Regions from separate parts of the Anas platyrhynchos genome. Here all the other regions are linked to region 2. Evidence: chromatin contacts called from public Hi-C data. All regions are on one chromosome and are shown on one strand. The core of a region is the stretch at or near the end of the contact, and the rest is flanking DNA. Distances in the headings are between cores, read along the strand shown. Region 1 holds the start of HP1BP3 (heterochromatin protein 1 binding protein 3). Region 2 holds the start of EIF4G3 (eukaryotic translation initiation factor 4 gamma 3). Region 3 holds the start of DDOST (dolichyl-diphosphooligosaccharide--protein glycosyltransferase non-catalytic subunit).

What was found. Hi-C and Micro-C count contacts between places; a contact is called where the count stands out from the background.
Region 1: a Hi-C map of skeletal muscle shows a contact between it and region 2, with 2.2 times the contacts expected there. The contact joins the promoter of HP1BP3 here to the promoter of EIF4G3 in region 2. A contact is called at or near these places in 4 of 8 Hi-C or Micro-C datasets (liver, skeletal muscle and subcutaneous adipose tissue).
Region 3: a Hi-C map of skeletal muscle shows a contact between it and region 2, with 1.8 times the contacts expected there. The contact joins the promoter of DDOST here to the promoter of EIF4G3 in region 2. A contact is called at or near these places in 2 of 8 Hi-C or Micro-C datasets (both in skeletal muscle).

What each region holds. Positions count from the first base shown.
Region 1 is chr22:7,624,801-7,627,500 of IASCAAS_PekinDuck_T2T, reverse strand. HP1BP3 (heterochromatin protein 1 binding protein 3) reads left to right here and starts at 1,301. Exons shown (of 13, transcript XM_027443137.3): 1 at 1,301-1,376.
Region 2 is chr22:7,787,601-7,790,300 of IASCAAS_PekinDuck_T2T, reverse strand. EIF4G3 (eukaryotic translation initiation factor 4 gamma 3) reads left to right here and starts at 1,303. Exons shown (of 37, transcript XM_072026772.1): 1 at 1,303-1,588. The coding sequence starts at 1,392.
Region 3 is chr22:7,574,899-7,577,598 of IASCAAS_PekinDuck_T2T, reverse strand. It overlaps DDOST (dolichyl-diphosphooligosaccharide--protein glycosyltransferase non-catalytic subunit), which reads left to right and starts at 1,434. Exons shown (of 11, transcript XM_027443143.3): 1 at 1,434-1,606; 2 at 1,721-1,831; 3 at 1,923-2,009; 4 at 2,586-2,689. The coding sequence starts at 1,471. It overlaps KIF17 (kinesin family member 17), which reads left to right. Exons shown (of 26, transcript XM_038166593.2): 25 at 1-57; 26 at 859-1,121. The coding sequence ends at 1,025.

The DNA.
Region 1 (2,700 bases), core at 52-2,551, 160 kb after region 2:
AAGGCAGCTGGGGTGATTTCATCTTTTCCTTCATCGTGTCTTAAAAGCCTGCAGTAAAGGAGCATGCTCCCTCCTGCTCTCCTCTCCTCCACCTTCCAATCCCCTCCCTCCCGCCAGAGAGGCACCGCTAGGGGGGAAAGGCCAAAGAACACATTTTTCTGCAGCTGCACAGTCCTTATTTCGCACTCACAAGGAACGAAGGAATGTTTAGCAAAGTGGAGCCATCTGGCTAAGGCGCTTCCAGGGCTGCTCAGTGCAGGAAACAAAGGAGAAAGCAAAGCATCACCGAGAGAGTCGGGGGTAGAGGAGATGCTCGGCAGAGCCAGGCCTTGGTCACTGCAGCTTGGCTTTGGAAGGAGATGCTCGCAGTAGTACGCTGTTACAGCAGCCAATTTAGGGAGAAAAATAATAATAATAATAATTGGAAAATGCTTAGAGCAGAAATAGCCACAGCACTATTCACTGCAGTGCGAAAACAAGACACCTCTGCCATTCTGAGAACAGCAGAAGTGCCTCCTGAATGAGGTTTCCTATCTGTAGGAGATCTGTAGGAGGGCTGAAGGGTGCCACGGTGCCCCAATAACCGCCTCAGTGCCTTCCCCACGCCATGGAAGCGCCCCCAGCCAGGAGGAGGCTGCAGCACATGGGGTAACCTGCAGAAAGCAGCTGAGAAGCTGCCTGGGCAAGAGCCTACAGCTGAAAAGCTTTGTGGCGTTTGGGAACAGAACACAACACAACACGGGCTGTGGCACCGCGGGGCTGAAGGCGTTTGTCTGATCTGAGGGATCTGTGTGTGGAGAGCTGGGCACAGCCTGCGGGCAGCCCAGAGAACGGGAATAGGCAGCAAATTGAGGAATTACGCCTCAAACTTGGGGGGGTGGGCTAGGAAATAGGCAAGAAACACAAGGAAGAAACAAAAGCGGCGGGGGCGAGGCCCGGGCGGGCACAGGGGGGACCCGGGGTTGGGGTTGGGGTTGGGGTTGGGGTTGGGGTTGGGGTTGGGGTTGGGGCCGGGGCCGCCCCTCAGCGCCCTCAGGGGGCTGTGGCGGGAACCGCCTCAGGGCTGAGGCGAAGGGGGCGGGGCGCGGCCTGGCGCGGGCCCCGCCCCTTGTTTTGTCCGCGGCGTGGGCGTGGCCTCAGGGAGGAGGGGGCGGGGCCTCGGGGCCTCGCGCACGCGCAGAGGCGGGAGGGGCCCGCCCCGCGTTCGAAAAATGCCCGCGGCCTCCCATTGGCCGGCGGCGCCGCCGGGGCCCGCCCCCCCGCGGGCGAAGGCCCCGCCCCCTTGCCCCGGCCCCCCCCCCCCCCCTCCTCCCCCCCCCGCCCGTCCCGGCTCCCCGCCGCCATTAGAGGCCGCTTTGTGTCCGCCGGGCCTGCTGGTGAGTGCGGAGGGCGGCGGCCGGGCCCGGGGCGGCCCCCCCCGGCCTCGCGGGGCGCCTGTCGGGAGCTGTCGCGATAGGTCCCGCGGCGGGGGAGGGCCGCTGGGGCCGGGCACGGGCCCTCGCCCCCCCCCCACACACACGGGCCCGGCCCTGGGGGGGGCTCCCTCAGGGCGCCGCCCGCCCGCAGCGCCGCGCCCCGGCCCCGGGCGGGGGTTTGGGAGCCCCCCGGGGGGCGCCGCTCGGCCGGGGGGGGCCCAGCCCCGGGCCCTCCGCGCTGCTCGGGGGCCGGGCCCAGCGTGAGGCCGGCCGGGGCTGGGGGCGCCGCTTGTGGGTGATCCTCGGCACCTCACCTGGGGGGGCTGCGGGGGCAGAGCCTCGGCAGGGCCCTTAGCGGGTTATGGGGCCTGCTGAGGGACGGCTCGCTGCTGCTGCAGGCGTGCGGTTTGGTTTTTGTTTTTGTTTTGTTTATTTTTACCATAAATAGTACTTTTAGCGTTTTTTAAAAAAAAAATATTTGGCCAACAGCCTTTGGCAAGCAGCGATTGTACTGCGGAGGTCTGAAGTGGCTGTGCTGTTAAACTGTGTGGGGGCTGTGGGGGGTGGGGGGCAGAGGGGTGCAGGTGAGTGCGGGCTGTGTGAGGGCCCAGCCGGGCAGGAGAGCACTCGCCTGCCTCGGGAGGGATTTAAAGAGGCTGGGGGGTAGTGGGGGGGCTTGGAAGTCAGGGGTGGGCAGGGGGAGAAAATACCCATCATTTGTACTGGGGGTGAGCTTAGTGTATGTGCTGTGAGAAAACCTACTGGCTTCTGCGCCCTGTCTCCCCTTTAACCGAGTGTGCCTGCAAATAAACTAACTTTTCAGTGTTTCGTGTGCTTCTCTCGGGTAGCAGCTGCTTGAATTATTTTTGTCTCCAGAGTCTCTCTTTCTCAGGTGTTTTTCCTTTCAGCGGAAACTGATGTGTCCCTTCTGTGAGCGTTTTGTTACAAGTGGCCGAGGTTGTTGTGAGGGTTTTAACTTTCTTGAGAGAGGAGAAATAAAGTTTTACATTAATGAACTCCAACAGCAGGTGCGAGTGGTTTTGTGTGGAGTGCCAGCAATTCACAGCTTTTGTTATGTATGGTGTTTGTACTATGGACCAGTAAGTGATGGCTTAATAAGTAATAGTTTCGAAAGAGAGCTTATGTGGTGGTGTCACATTTACAGTGCAGGGGGTGTTGCCCATGGAAGGGTCTTGCCCTGGTATGTAACACTAGCAGCCTAAGTGTTTGTTCAAGTATCAGTGGTTTGTCACTGGTCACAGTGCTGGATCCTGGAATTAAGGTA
Region 2 (2,700 bases), core at 54-2,553:
CAGGCCACGGGTCAATACGATGCTGGTGCTTGTGAGAGTAACGGAGCCCAGCCTCTCTCCCTTAAGGTTCAGATTAATAAATAAGACATTTCTGCGTATTCTGCTTACATGTTGGGCAGTTGCAATGTGGATAGATGTGTGTGATGTGTGTGGCTTACTGGGTACCTTGTCTGCAGTGACCAGGCCCCCCCCCCCCCCCCGCTCTTTCTCATCGCACAGCTGGCTTTCAGTCACAGCACCAGTTCCTCGCTAAGTGCCTGAACATCCCACCAAGAGAGCTGTTTACTTTAATCAAAGAAGCTTTTCACTTCTAAGAGTTTATTTGTGATTGCTTTAAAGTACGATCTTCCTCCTCAGCTCGCAGCGACACAAGGACACAGCAGATGGGATGCAAACACACCACGGAAAACTCTTCCTAAAGATCTTATGGGGTTAAATTTTTACCCTGGCCTAAAGGGTCGGCCACGGCACATGCCCTGAGGGGTGGGAAGCCCCCTCCTAACCCGAGGTGTCCCTGCTGGCAGAAGGCAGCACCCGCCCAGCACAGGCAGCGCCTCTGGGACCGTTTCCCCCTCACAGCCGCGGCCCCGCCGCCGAGCGCTGCCGAAGCTCTCCGGAGCCGCTCGGCCGCCGAGCCGAAAGCGCCCGAAGCTGCGGCCTCGGCTCGCCCCGAGCGGCTCCGAAGAGCCCCGAGCGGCTCCGAAGGGCTCCGAGCGGCTCCCTCCTGGGCGGGGACCCCTCCTCCGAGCCCGCCCGAAGCTTCCCGAACTCCCGCACGTCCTCGGCCTCCGGAGGGAGCCGAAGTTTCCCGAGCGCGGGGGTCACGGGAGGCGCCGGGCCGCGCGGGGCGGGGCGAGTGGCGGGCCGGGCCGGAGGGCGCGTGCGCCCCGCGAAGGCCTCCGGAAGGAGCCGAGGTTTCCCGAGCGCGCGTCGCCAGCGAGCGCCTCCGGAAACAGCCGAAGCTTGCCGAGCGCCGCCGGGCCGAGCGGCTCCGGAGCGGCCCGAAGGCGCCCGAGCGTCCGTCCTGCCGGACTGCTGGAGGCGGCCGCGGCGCCATGTTTGATGCTCCGCTGCTCCTGTGAGGAAAATCCGCCGGCATCGCCCGACAGCCGCCGCCGCGAAGGGCGCCGCTGCCCCCGGGGAGGGGCGCCGAGACCCCCCGCCGCCGGCGGCTCATGAGCAGCGCGGCCTGAGCCGCTCCCCCCCCGCTCCGCCGTGCCCTCCCCGCCGCGAGCCCTCCGTGAGGCGCGTTGTCACGGAGACCGGCGCCGGTGCCGGCCCGCCGCGCTGCCCCGGCCGCCGCCCCGGCCCCCGGCCCGCTCCCCCCCCCCGCGCCCGCGGCCCGGCTCCCGGCCCCGCTCCCCGCCGGGGGGTGGTGGCTCCGCTTGGCGATGAGTTTACCGCAGAAGGCGGCTTTGAAACCCGGCGCGGCGGCGGCGGCGGCGGCGGCGGGGACCGGCCCCGGCAGCGGGGCGGCGGCGGCGGCGGCAGCGGGGCCGCCTCCCCCCCCGGCTCCCCCTCACCCGGCGGCGCCGGCGCCCGCGCCTCACCCCACCATCAGGGCCTTGCCGCCACAGCCGCCCCAGCAGTATCCTTTCCCCGGGGGGCGAGGGCCCCCCCGGCCGGTGGGGGGGACGGGAGGGGGGTGGGGAGGGGTTGGGGAGGAGGGGGAGGGGGTCGGGGCGCAGCCCTTTGGGGCCCCTTTTTGTGTGTGTGTGGGGAGGGGGCGGGCCCGCGGCACCCCCCAGGCGTGGAGGGGGCTGCACCTGCTGGGGCAGCGCGGGGAAGGGGCCCCTGGCCCCCCCTTCTGTCCCCCGCTGTACCCCCCTGTGCTGCCCTGTCCCTGTCCCCCCCCCCCGTGGGGTGCTTCCTGCGTGGGGGCCCCAGGCCCAATCTCCCCCTTCCCCCCCCCCCCCCCCCCGGTGAACTTTTAATGTGAAATCGCTTGTCACTTTGTCACTTTCGCCTCGGGTCCTGCCCAGGTAAGTGCTGGGTTTTTGTTGTTGTTTTTTAAAGGCGAGTTTCAAGGCCGGCTCTCCAGCCGGGGCCGATTTTCCTGGGGTTTTACTTTGCTCGTGGAAATAAATCTAAGGTGGAATGTGGCGCTGAGCAGCTTGCCCCGCGAGGCCGTGTGTGATGGGCAGGAGAAGCTTTCCACCCAAAACCCCTCCGCCAGAACGGCCCTGCTACAAAGAGAGGCCGGCGCTCGGGGAATGTTTTTAAAGGTCTCCGGTTCTCTGCGACTAGGCCCCGAGTCAGGAGGTAAATACTGCAGGGATCAGCAGGAAAGTGGGGTGGCGAGCGAGCGTGCCTGCCTGGGTTTTGTTTCCAGTGTTGGACAGCATCCCCTGGCGAATTGGCGTTCCTCCCCCTGAAGTTTTTTTTTGGGGGGTGGGGGGGTGTGGAGCGAAAAGACATGCTTGGTGAAATCCGGTGTTGTCCTGGATTGGTGTCGCATGCTGTGCAGGGGACAGTCAGGAGTGCGCGTCGCTGTTTGTTGGTGGTAACGACTTATATTTTAACATGGAAGCAGAGGGTTTATTTATTTTTTTTGCTTAAGATCCGTTTCAGCTGTGTGATGTGTGTGTTCTTTAAGAAACGTGTTCCCTGTGTATAAGCATTTTGCTGCTCTCACTTTCAGTTTTGAGGTGGGAAAACCAAGCCCTTTTATGATCAGTTTAGGTCCATTGTTTTCTTGAG
Region 3 (2,700 bases), core at 185-2,684, 210 kb after region 2:
ACTTCCGATCCAAGCGAGCCAGCCAGATTCTTAACACTGATCCAATGAAGAACCGAGGTAAACACATCTTTGTGGTCTTTTGTCTGATATATTGTGGGCATTCATATTGTTTTTTCAGGAATAAACCTCATGGGGTGCTAATTCTCTTGGGAGCACTATCCCAAGCCTGCAGCATTCTCCTACAGATTGCTATGGACGTAATCTTAAGTCACAAGTGTGATGGACATGGTGAAAATTGGTGTAGGGATAATTAAATAGGAACATTCAAAAACTTGGTTGGTGATACATACAGATCCCTTGAACTTAACAGGAAATTTCTTGCAGGATGAGGTCTGTTCCTGTTTTTAATTAAAAATGTTAATTTCATTGATAATTTAAAAATAGCTGTAGAACCCCAGAGTGTTGCTGCACCTACTCACAAAATAGGTGTTGTCAGCCAGCAGGAGATGTAAAGCGTTTTACCCCTGGACAGGGGCTACACAGGACAAAAAGTAGCACGTGGAGAAGAACGGGGCTGGGGGAGGGATGTGTTGGCCCCATACTGGTCCCAGATGATCTCTGTGGCAGAACTAAGTCCACTCCAGGATCGTGTGTGTGATGGCAGCTTCCGAGAGCAGAGAGCACTTGCTTGGCTCCCTCTGCCCTTGGGAAATCTGCCTGGGGCACATTGATGAGGACGTGGAGAACATTGCTGGGAATAAATAGGTTCAGAGAATTGTTGCGGTTGGAAAAGACCTCCAAGCTCCTGTGGTCCAACTGTCCCCCAACCACTACTATCACCCACCAGGTCTCACTTTTCCTTAACCAGCCTTGAATTGTGTTACTGCCCTTTTTTGCCCATGTTTCTCTCCTCTCCAGCTCAGCCCACCGCTCCCTCGGGGCTGAACGCCGCTGTGACCAGCACCTCTGCCACGCTGCTGCCCCAGCCCCGTCCGTTCCGCCTCGAATCCCTCGACGTCACACCACCGGCCTCCAAAACCACGCGGAAAAGGGGCAAAGGCGGCATGGCCAGCGACACCTCCTGACTGCGGGGTTGGGATGTGGGGGGACTGCGGGGCTGGGGGAGCTGCGCGGGGCCTGGCGCTGTAATTCCACCCCAACACGGACAGCGTTGGCTTGGGGCTGCTGAGTGTGTGTGTGCGGTGCGGGCAGCCCTGTGCCTGTCTCCCTGCTGCTCTCCTCCTGCCTCTTGGCCCCTCTCCTGCTCAGATCCCTGCCCCCGGGGTGTGTGTGGCGGGGGGGGGGCGCAGCGGCGGGGCCGGGTCTCGAACCCGCGTCCCCAGCCCCTCACCGCCCCCCCCCCAGCTTACCCCGCGTCCCTGCTTCGGGCCGGGCCGGAGCCCCGCCTTGATTGGCCGGCGGCGCGGAGCTGTCTGCCGCTGATTGGACAGCGGCGGAGGCGGGCTCGGAGCCGATTGGCCGCCTGCCCTCGGCCCGCCTTTTCCTGAGGAGCCTGGCGCCGGTGAGAAGATGGCGGCGGCCGCGGCGCGCCTGTGGTGGCTGCTGGCGGCGGCGGCGGCGGCCGGGGCCGGGCCCCGCACCCTGGTGCTGCTGGAGAACGGCAGCCTGCGGGACACGCACTCGCTCTTCTTCCGCAGTCTGGCGGGTAGGGGCGGCGAAGGGGCTGGGGGGCGGCGGGGAGGGGCCGGGAAGGCGGTGGCGGCGCTGAGGGCCCTCAGGCGGCCGGGCCGGGGCTGAGCGCTGCGTGTGGCGGCCGCAGACAGGGGCTTCGAGCTCACCTTCCGCACCGCGGACGACGCCGGGCTGTCCCTCATCAAGTACGGGGAGTTCCTCTACGACAACCTCATCGTCTTCGCGCCGTCCATCGAAGGTGAGCGCGGGGGCAGCGCTCGGGGGGCGCCCGGGGCCGGCTGAGGCGCCAGGCGGGGAGTGACGGAGCTGCGGTGTGTGTGCCCCTGCAGATTTCGGGGGGAACATCAACGTGGAGACCATCACCGCCTTCATCGACGGCGGAGGCAGCGTCCTGGTGGCTGCCAGCTCGGACATCGGTAAGTGCCAGCCCTGGTCAGGGGGTGAGCAGCAAGCCGAGGGGGGGTCAGCAGCAAGCCAGCGGGTTTTGGCTGCTGCTTGTACCGAGTTCCTGCCCTGCGCGGGCTTTGCAACCATCAAACAGTTCGTTCATCCTTACCCAGAGCTCCTGCAGAAAAATAAACAGGATGAGAAACAAAATGTGTTACCTGATAGGCTTGTAGGGCAGCGTCCTTCAGCTCTGCATTTGGCAGATGCACCGCAGAAACACATGCTTGGGAAGGAAACGACTTTCTACACTCTTTGTGGAAGGGGGATTTAACTAAACAGTACTTCACGCATGTAGCTTCTTGTGGTGAACAGCAGGGTCTGTACTCTGAAGAAATGGTGATAGTTCTTGGGATAAAAAAAATATGTTCTTTGTTCCTATTCTAAATGGGAATTTAGCAGAAAAAGGTTGTGATGCTCAGGGTTTGGCCAGTAGAGTGCCAAACGTGTCACTTTGAGCTGAATTTACTTGTTATTTTGAGCGTTGAGACTGTCACTGTGACCTTCAGAGTATGGTGCATAACAGAGAATCCATTTTCTCCTTTTAGGTGATCCACTGCGAGAGCTGGGCAGTGAATGCGGGATAGAATTTGATGAGGAAAGGACAGCTGTTATCGACCATCACAACTACGATATATCAGACCCAGGCCAGGTAAATGTGTA